3 separate regions of the Zea mays genome follow, and all the other regions are linked to region 1. Evidence: chromatin contacts called from public Hi-C data. All regions are on one chromosome and are shown on one strand. Each heading gives the region's core, a stretch centred on a gene start, on an enhancer-like site or on the middle of the called end of the contact. The rest is flanking DNA. Distances are from core to core; before and after follow the strand shown. Region 1 holds the start of LOC100856949. Region 2 holds the start of LOC103651041 (CCT motif family protein). Region 3 holds the start of LOC103651040 (protein NETWORKED 2A).

Region 1 (3,127 bases), core at 50-2,549:
AAAACACGATACCAGTCCAGCAGTTGCCCATGGTCTGATGACAAGCACCCACTGCAACCAGCATTCTTAATGATGATACCATTTTACAGTCCACATCCCTCACCAAAATGTAGCGCTGTTTCAGAAGAAACTGACTGGACAAGCTATTACACTAGTACAACTGGTAACTGTAGAAATCAGGTCCATGACAGCTCAGTGGCTCAGTGCTATAGATCTAAAAGAGTCAGAGCTTAGAGTGACCACTGTGAACAGATCACTTCAGATCTTAAGTTCAGTTTGAATCTTTAGTTGAACTGACAGAGACAATGTCATGTCAATATAATACCAAGCTTCAACATCATCTCTGCCCACAGGTAGGTTAAGGTGTAGTAAACAACAATCCATTAAATAAATATTGAAATATGAGGATCCTGAATTCTATGGTACATACATATGAACATCGTACACCCGGGCATTGTGCCCCCAATCACCAAGAAATTATACTGCCATTCGTGCCCCCAAACAAGAAGGGCGGACCTGGCAGCGGTAAAGCCTAGCGTTTGTAACCGGAAGGTCCCAGGTTCGAGCCACAACCTCTTCATATTATGTGGGTAAGCTTGGCACTTAAAATACCCTTCCCCAGACCCACAAAACCCCGCAAAGTGCGGGAAGCCTACAACACTAGGTACACACCCTTTTTTTTATTCGTGCCCCCCCCCCCCCCCCCCCCCCCCCCAAACAAACATGGGAAAAACCCGAAAGGATTTGATTGGCTTATCAATCCCATCAATGGAGTCCACTAATAGTTGCTCAAGTCACAGTAAATAAAAACTCAATCTCATTGGAGCAATCCACTCAAGCAAACTAGGGTTTCCTTACCAGCAAGGTAAGGAAACAATTAAAACCCAGTTCAGAAAGATCTCAAGCAGAAGTCAGTGCAGCAGATGGGAGGAACCGAGAAGAAAATGTCTGGAGATAAACGATCCCTTCACGGTAGTTGAAGGAAGGAGTAATCTATCTTCTACTCGTCATTCCGTTGCTAGGCAAGTATACACTTGTTACTAGATAAGATCTGAATACTAATAGCCAAATAACTTAGTTAAGGTTCGGGTGCCTAGCGAGAACTGGAGAGAAAGGATGAACATACCTGGCGAACGCGACGAAGGCCAGGGAAGAACCGTCGAAGGCCTGGAAAACTGGCGTAGGGCCTAGGGTTTCGGCGTCGGCGGTTGTCCTGTTGTCCAGCGGCCGCACGCCAGGTGAGCGGCAGACGAAACAGCAAGGCAGGTCGAGTGCGTTAGACTAGGAATACTATCATATTTAAACACGAATTATAACCGTGAGTTATAAATATAAACGCAAGCTATTTAACTTGAACGACCATAAGTCATAAATCTACATCGCATACACATACGAGAAAATTCGAAAAATAAAAATAAAAAAGAAACCTTGCTGCCGCTGCAGTTTTTCAAAGATTAGTGTAAAAATCGGCGGTGGACATAACCGGCATATAACACGTACTAAATCTATAACTAGTGTATGACGCGCGTCCTGCGCGCGATGTACATAAAGAGAAGATTAGACGTCATTTTCTTCTTTAACAAAATGTTTGAATGAATTGATGTTAGATGCACTTGCACTTGAAGATAGTTTTGATAAAAAATTCATAGCCAATAGCGGAGGACAAATAAAAAATGAGGTATGGTTGAAAAAATAGAGAATGCAGGAAATGTAAATTGAACTCAGGACATGCCACTTGAATCAAACCAGCACATCCACGACAACACACTTTCTTCTTTGTTCATAATAAAAAAAGATAAACATCTTAAAAATTTAGGTATGGCTGGTGCCATACTAAGCGTCTAAGCCATAATGGCTCCTCCGCCACTGTTCATAGCTAACAGTAAAGATTATTTCGGAGTATATGAATTAAGGCATACATAGATAATCAAGAGGTAAGAAGACCTTACCACATATCAAGGTAAGAACAACGCAACATATTTTATAAACACTTAATGGCAAGAGACTTGAATAGTGTAGCCGGATAGATACACACATTATCACAAACATAAAGATCCATGGTTCGCCTAAAACATTTCTAAACTTTTAGGAAAATAAAAAATAATTGTAATTCTATAACTAATACATAAGTGAAGGGATATAATTTTTTAATAGTAAAACATATATTTTATGGCACGATTTTAAAGTAAATAGAACAATCAATGGAGTAAAAATGTTCATATGATGAGAGCAAGGGGAGAAAAAATGAAACCACTATGTAAAGAGCCAAACATAAGGCTAGAATTAAGATTGAAATATGTACCTATTTTAAAGTGAGATATTTTTTTGTCAGAGCCAACAGGATGAGCATTAGGACAGTAAATTCTTCCTATGACGGGAAACACTTCCTATGACAGAGAAGTGACGGGAAACAATAGTTTTCGGATGGGAAAAATACTAACGTAAGTGTCGTACCTTTTCTCTTTTTAAAAAGAAAACAAATGGTACAAACTTACCTATTTTATATATGTAAAGAAAGAAATATAAATCTAGAAGATTGAAATACATACCTGTCTTCAAGTGATATATCTTTTTGTCAATGTTAATAGAATAAGCATTAGGGTAGTAAACTATTCCTATGATAGAGAGGTGATGTAAAACAGTAGTTTTTAATCGTCTGCACTGGAAAAATACTAATGCAAGTGGCACACCTTTTGGAAAATAAAAAACAATTAGTACAAAATTACCTATTTTATATGAGACTGTAACTCTTCCAAGCTTAGCTGCGGAGTAGAAGATGCTTCAAGTACAACACAGATAGTTTTAAAGAAGTCACTGACCAATAGTTACTATTGAAATAAAAAACATCTGAAAATGTTCATTAGACGGTCCATTACATTTATACAGGGACAATATTCACATTTATTATAAAGGTAGAACGCAGAGCAGTGCGTGTTGTTCAAACATTTCTACCTCTTGAGCATGATACTATTCTAATTTGGAAGTGAAAAGGTTTTCAAGATACCTAAATGTACCATTTCATTTTGTTAGTTGTGTCATAGAAAGGAATTGAGGGTAAGAAAAACCAAGGTTTCTTCTTTGCAAAGCAGGCGCGAATGATTAGAAAGCAGCAGCAGTGGCAATATGA
Region 2 (3,334 bases), core at 559-3,058, 130 kb after region 1:
GGACAGGCACAACGAAAGCTAGCTAGCACCTGCAAATTGAGCGCGAGCGCGAGAAAGACTAGCAAAAAACTGTCACGGGAGCTCGTATTAGCTCTTGTACTGTCTGGTGCAGAGCAGGCACACCAAGGTTAATGCTCAGGCAGTCAGGCTAATATTGAAGCAGCTTTGTGGTGGAAGTCACACGGTACTCACGGAGCGCAGGCTGCTATCAGCGTCACATGATATTACACGACGGAGAGATGTTTTTGAAACTTCTTCTTTTTTGTTGATTCATCATGTTTCTGGCTAAAAGTTTACAAGGCAATCAATCATACACGAGGGAAGGTCAACGACGCCGACCATGCAGACCTCTTCACCACACCGCACTGCGCCGCGCACCGGCGCCCCCGCCGATCGAGCGGGCCTGCCTGAGTGCTCGCGCGTGCACCGGACCCCACCGGCCACCAACGCCACGTCGCGTTCGTCCGCGTCCCATGGCCCCTGGCGCGCTGCTCGGCCAGTGACTGGGTGACTGGCCAGCAGGCAGCAGGCGATCGGCCTACGAGGCCAGGTTCACCGACAGCATGTCGCCGAGCGACGCCCAGAGCTCCTCGTCCTCGTCGAAGCCGACGATCTGCCGCTGCCGCTGCGCCTCGTCGTCGGCCGCGGCCGCGACCGCGGCGGCGACCGGCGCCCGCCACCACCACTCGCCATTGTCGCCGTTGAGCCTATTGCTGTTGTGGCCGTCGTAGCAGCTGCCCGCGCTGTAGGTGGTGTTGCCGTTGCCGTTGCTCAGCTCGTTGTGGCCGCAGCCGTAGTCGTAGCCGTAGCTGTTGTCGGACGCCTCGCGTTCCTCGGCCTCCGTGTCGGTCTCGCCGTTCCTCGCGAACCGGCCCTTCACCCGCGGGCGGCTGTCCGCCAGCGTCTTCCTGCAGGCGTACTGCGCGTGTGGTCGAACGTTAGCTGACACGAACATAATGGATGTTCGGAGAGAAAGAGAGCAAATAATCGATCATTTGTAGGGGAGGGAGATGCGATCAATTACAGTGATCTTCTTGTTGAAGTTTCTCTGGTGCCGTTTGACACGGTAGCGCTCGATCCTCTCTTTCCTCTCCTCGGCGCTGTAGCGGCCGACCTTGGGTGAGAACGGCCCGCCACCCTCTTGGCCGCAGCCGTCGGCTGACGGCACCGGGCGCGGCGGCGACGACCCGTTCATCCCCTGTCCATTGCCCAGCACACATCAGCGGAGCTTCACCTTTTCATTTTATTTAAATTATTCCCCTTGGATCGGCGATGCAGGCATGCAGCTGTCTGAATTGTTGAGATGCACGCGCGCGGTACCTGGAGATCGCCGGTGCTGAAGACGCGGCGGACGGGGCATGACGAGGTGAACTCGAAGAGTTCGCCGGCGGAGGAGGACGGGGAGGACGAGAGCGGCTGCAGAGGCAGCTGGTGCGTGGACGGCGAAGACGGCGAGTAGAAGCCGCTACTGCCGCCGAGGGACACGTCGGCCAGCTGGAGGCGCATCGGGAGCGAGTGCGAGCTGATGCTCCTCTGGATGCTGTTGTAGTACGACGACGGGAACGAGGACGAGTAGCAGGACGACGGCGGCGACGAGAAGGCGCCAACATTGCCGTCGAGGTACCCGCCGGCCGCCGCGCCGCCGCGGGGGATCTGGGCCGGGACGGTGACGGACAGCGCGGCGGCGGAGAAGCTCGCGGCGTGGTGGTGCATGAGGGCGTCGCTGTAGGAGGGGGAGGATTGGCGGAACATGGCTCTTGGACGTGGAAAAGCCTTGGGGCTTTTGCGCCGACTGCGGTTTGGGCTTTGAGAGCGAGTTTGAGAGGAGGGGTGCGCATATAAAAGAAGTGGGGTGGGGAGGGGAGGCTCGCCGTGAACAGTATTCTTGTGCAATCTGCTGCTGCTGCTGCTAGTGCAGGGCGCTGTGCGCTGAAAGGTGGCGGGGTGACCCCTCCAAAAACAAAACAAGACCCAAAAAAGAAAATCTTATCGCGGCAGTATAATTGTACTACCCCTGAGAATGTCTCTGTGCAGTCAGATCAGGGCTTCAACAGTTCAACATTGTACCGTTTTGAATTTTGAAGGTAGGAGCATAAATATATGCCTCCTGGCATAATTATGTGTGAAGCACCGTTGAGCAATCTGGGCCATCCGATCTCTTGTAACATGAACCACGCGATAAGATACGTGCATAGTAATGCAACCGAAAGAAGTAGGACAGCATTTACCTATTTTGTAGCAGCTCACGTCGAAGATGCAGAGCCGCTCATGTAGAATCCGACGGTCGAGGGAGGCACCACAGCGTCAGGGCATGTACACCTTGAGCTCTTTGATCGGTTTTTCAAGTGCATGAAATGAAGCAGTTAAGAGACTACACGATATAACTCTGAGCATCTAGATTATAAATTCAGTCAAGACACAATCATCCCGATTGGATGCTTGAGCGCGGGCGTGCAGACTCGTGTGAGCCGGGTCGGCCTCATATGACCGTTTGCGATGTACCTCCGGATGCAAGTAATTGGCCTTAAAATTACTTGTTTTGCATGTACTCATGCACCTTGTATCTTCCACCTGCATACAATCGAACAGAAGCTCAGACAAAGTCAACACGCGCGGTGGCTCAGGACGAGACAATACGAGCAACCAATCAGCTGACGAAATATGTATAGAAAGCCGTGTAGACACGGACTCTCTGTTGATTATTTTCTACTTAGCTTCCTAAGAACTCCTCATGAAAAACTTCATTAATTAGGTTGTACATGCCCTTATATTGATCCAAAAGGCAATGCGGCGAGCGAGCAGTTTTATCCTTGGTCAAACTCTGTAACTTTATTTTCACGATGTGTTTTCAAAAAAAGAAAAAAGTTCACATACAGCATACCCATCACAGTATGTTCATCATAAGGTTATATCTATAGAGTAGTCTGCAAGACCAGAGGGCATCAATCGCACAATTTTACTGCTGAATTATGAGGAATAGGGCAATAGTTCCTCTCGACAAGTTGTTTTGTCCTTTTTATATAGGAAATCAAGGTGATGTTGGAAGCCAGATGCTCTTCTTGCAGACATATTCGGACCCCTTTGATGGAAAAAAAAAGCTCCTTCTGAAGTTAGCAATTTAATTAGATGAACGGAAATTAGTTGTCACAAGCTAGCGAATATGCTCCAACTAAGGCCTAAGTATGCGTCGATTAACAAAACCCAAGGAGCTTGATGCCATGCCACTGTCCCTTTCTATATAAAAACGAAATGGGATCAAATGAGGTACTGCGCCTCCGGGTTAACTGATCCGAAGATATTTTGCGTGCGTGAACGTGAACCTAGCTCCTCAAGT
Region 3 (3,224 bases), core at 463-2,962, 210 kb after region 1:
ATCGATTTTGCTGATCTTGCAAGTTAATCAATGTATCCTCACATGAAATGAGGGCACGTGCAGCCATCAAAGCTCGAGCTTCATTGTCTTCGATAACTGTGTTGGTATTAAAAGTCTCTTGCAAGCTCCATACCTCCTCTTGTGTCTCTGTTGCCCTTCGTTCAATATCTAAGTACTTATCTAGTGAAGATTCATATGAGCACTTGAAGAACTCTTTCTCGGTCTGTAACACCAAAATCTCCTTCTGGAGCCTCTCAATCTCTTCTTGTGCCTTTTCTTTACTCATCTGAGAGGTAATCCTCCTATGCGTCTGTGTCCTCTTTGAAGCTGGGCTAGTTCCTCTGATGATATTGATCCCTGTGATACCCCTTGGGAATCCGTCGCCATTGTCATTTTGCAGTGAGAGTTGTACTTGTTCTGGAAACACAGTTGTTATGGTATGATTTGACTTGTGGAGCTCTCCTGATATCCGATCACATCGATCAGCGAGCGCCTGGTAAGATCTATACGTCTCCTCAACAAGGTTTGCCAGCTCAGGCCTGTTCTTGAAGTACAGCTCTGCCTTCTTTGCGAAAGTGTCAGCATTTATTTCTATGAGTTTGATCATGGACTTCACCCTCATTTCCATCTCTACAAAGACAACAAAAATACATCAAAAAATTGTGATAAAAATATTGTGTAATCGTATCATGGTATTAGAAAATGCTACGTCGTTTTATGCTTATTGAGAAAATTTGTCGCGCGAGAAAACGAGGCAGTACTTCTAGCGATGTGCTCCTACTTCAATGTTAGGCTATTCTTAATAAGCAAAAGTGAGATTAAATAAAGAATGAAACGTAGTCTCAATACAAAATTTCGCTTTACGGTTTTATCGGCTACCATGTCAATTAAATGTTGCATCTAAATGACCAATATATAAAATAAATGAAGATAAAACAAATTGCTCTCCATAATGGTTTCATGCATTTTTCAATGTATTGAAAATGAGTTGACATAGTATAGTTTCATGGTGATAAAAACTATTTCCATTCATTTCAATTTCATAATAAATGTGGTATTATATTATCAAAAAATCAAATATAACACTCCAATTAATATATAGCCTTAAAAGGTTGGAAGTCATGATTTCTCATGTCTTCGTGTTATGTTGATGATTTATTCTTAAACATCGTGGTAGGCAAAATATTACCTTGAAGATTGTTGTCGAGCCATTTGGACTGCGTGTTGCGGATGTGGCTCGCCCACCACCATGAGTAGGCGTTGCTCGCCACGCGCCGCAGCATCGCGGTCTGCTCCCTCCGTCGTCAATTTCCTTATCTCGTGCTTCTCCTCCTCGCCCTTCGCCTCTAGCTTCTATTCGTCCAAACCTTCCCCTAGCGTGTCTACTACTGCCATCGCTACTTGCGCAGTTGCGCGGCGCTTGCCACGAGCTTGGGGGTTGGAGCGGGGCCGGCAGGGCCCCGGGACGAGAAGAGGCGAGGCGGTAAACATTGAGAAAGGCATGCCAAGATAGGAGGGTCACGGACTCACGGGGCAGGTCCGCCGATGCGGGTGGCCGCCCGCCGCGCGCGGGGGTGGGTGTGGCCGTGTGGCTGGGCGGTCTGGCACAACGAAAATAGTAGGTGGTCCATGGGAAAACTGGTGGCCTAGCGCTCTCGTTATCTCCTATCTTCGGTGCGTGTCTTGCATGCGATTGGCATTGTTCATTTGTTTGCTTCAACGAAAGTCAGTCACTGGGGTACGACGAGAAAATCTCGAATTTGACATTAAAAACTTCTTCCCTGTTTAGCATACAAAGTTCAAATCTCCCCTATTTATCCACTTTCAAAAAAAACTTCTCTAACTGACATTTCCGTTAGTTTGAACATGTTGTGTTAACTTTGAGAGAAAATGACAATTTTGCTCTTTCTTTGTTTTTCATGGGCACTGTTTCTTTTATTAGCATTTTTTCGTTCTAGGATGTTTTGACGTCACATTTTTTTTTCTTTTGCCAACATTTTTTCAGTTCTTACTTTTTTTGTTCCATTTAGCGGTTAGCAAGTCTAAATGTGTACTTGTTTTCTTTTTTTAATAATCTTAGTTTATTTCGTCAAGTTGTGGTGTATGAACCATTGAGAGCTTGTTCGGTTCTACCCCAATCCATATAAATTAAGGGGGATTGAGGGGGTTTTAATCCCTAGTAAGTCAAAATCCCTCTCAATTCATATCAATCCCATCCAATCCATATGGATTGAAAATAACCGAACAAGCTCTGAAAGGGAAATGTGACTTGTGCCATTTCTCTAAATGTTTAATGATTAATGATCAACACAACAAATATGGACTAACATGTTTGCTAAATGTGTATATATAGGAATTAAACTCAGATAAACAAGAATTAAGTTGGAGAACCGAATTAAGTACAAGACTTAGACATAGTTGAATTGTCACTAAGAATAAGTGAAAAACATTTTGAAGAAAAAACAGAAGAATAGCTAAGTATAGTTTTATGGGATGCACCAAACCACTTTACTAGAGGCGCCAGAAGAAAAACTCGGTGGCCAGACCCACCGAACTTCAGGTCCAGATGCACCAGACCACTTTACAAGAGACACCAAAAGAAGGGCTTGGCAGCCGGATCTCCTTACCAGTGAAGGGTTGCTCTCAAGAAAAACTAAAAATGACACACTAGCCTAGTCCGGTGTGCAGCGGACCTCGCAGGTGCAACAACTACCACGGCTCCAATGGGTGACACAATGGCTAGCAGATGTGGCAGGTAGTCCGTGCCACCTAAGTTTGGAAGGCGACAATCAGGATCTTAGGGTTGGGGCTACTATACCTGGCCCGGTGGTGCACCAGACCGGTGTAGAGCGCCCACGTAAAGTAGTTTTTTTGCATGTTTTACCAACAGCTCTTTGGGGGTTTGGGGCTATAAACAGACCCTCAAATCAGCCCCCTCAACACACTAATTCACTCAAGAGCATAGACTTTCATTCCAAGCAGTGATACATGCCAAAGTGATCCAAGTGCCAATATTCGTGAGAGAGAGCTCTGCTTTGGTTTTGCGCTTGCGTTCTCTGATCTTTTAGTGGTGTGATTATGCTCTTGTGTGTGTTTATTCTTCCCTCTTGCTTCCATTGGAGATCAAGCTCCCATCGACTTGTGTACGACTAGTAAGAGACTCTGACATGTAGAGATCCTTCTGAGGAGACAAATTTAAGAGAAAATGGTGGTCTCAAGTTTGA

Evidence for each region. Hi-C and Micro-C count contacts between places; a contact is called where the count stands out from the background.
Region 2: a contact with region 1 is called in a Hi-C map of ear, with 2.8 times the contacts expected there. The contact joins the promoter of LOC103651041 here to the promoter of LOC100856949 in region 1. A contact is called at or near these places in 6 of 25 Hi-C or Micro-C datasets (ear, endosperm, leaf and 2 more).
Region 3: a Hi-C map of tassel shows a contact between it and region 1, with 2.1 times the contacts expected there. The contact joins the promoter of LOC103651040 here to the promoter of LOC100856949 in region 1. A contact is called at or near these places in 5 of 25 Hi-C or Micro-C datasets (ear, endosperm, leaf and 2 more).

What each region holds. Positions count from the first base shown.
Region 1 is chr3:187,152,169-187,155,295 of Zm-B73-REFERENCE-NAM-5.0, reverse strand. LOC100856949 reads right to left here and starts at 1,299. Exons shown (of 2, transcript NM_001254835.2): 1 at 1,127-1,299. It also overlaps the pseudogene LOC128202634.
Region 2 is chr3:187,021,052-187,024,385 of Zm-B73-REFERENCE-NAM-5.0, reverse strand. It overlaps LOC103651041 (CCT motif family protein), which reads right to left and starts at 1,808. Exons shown (of 3, transcript XM_008676634.4): 1 at 1,321-1,808; 2 at 1,025-1,198; 3 at 1-919. The coding sequence starts at 1,752. The coding sequence ends at 539.
Region 3 is chr3:186,947,453-186,950,676 of Zm-B73-REFERENCE-NAM-5.0, reverse strand. LOC103651040 (protein NETWORKED 2A) reads right to left here and starts at 1,712. Exons shown (of 2, transcript XM_008676633.3): 1 at 1,190-1,712; 2 at 1-630. The coding sequence starts at 1,283.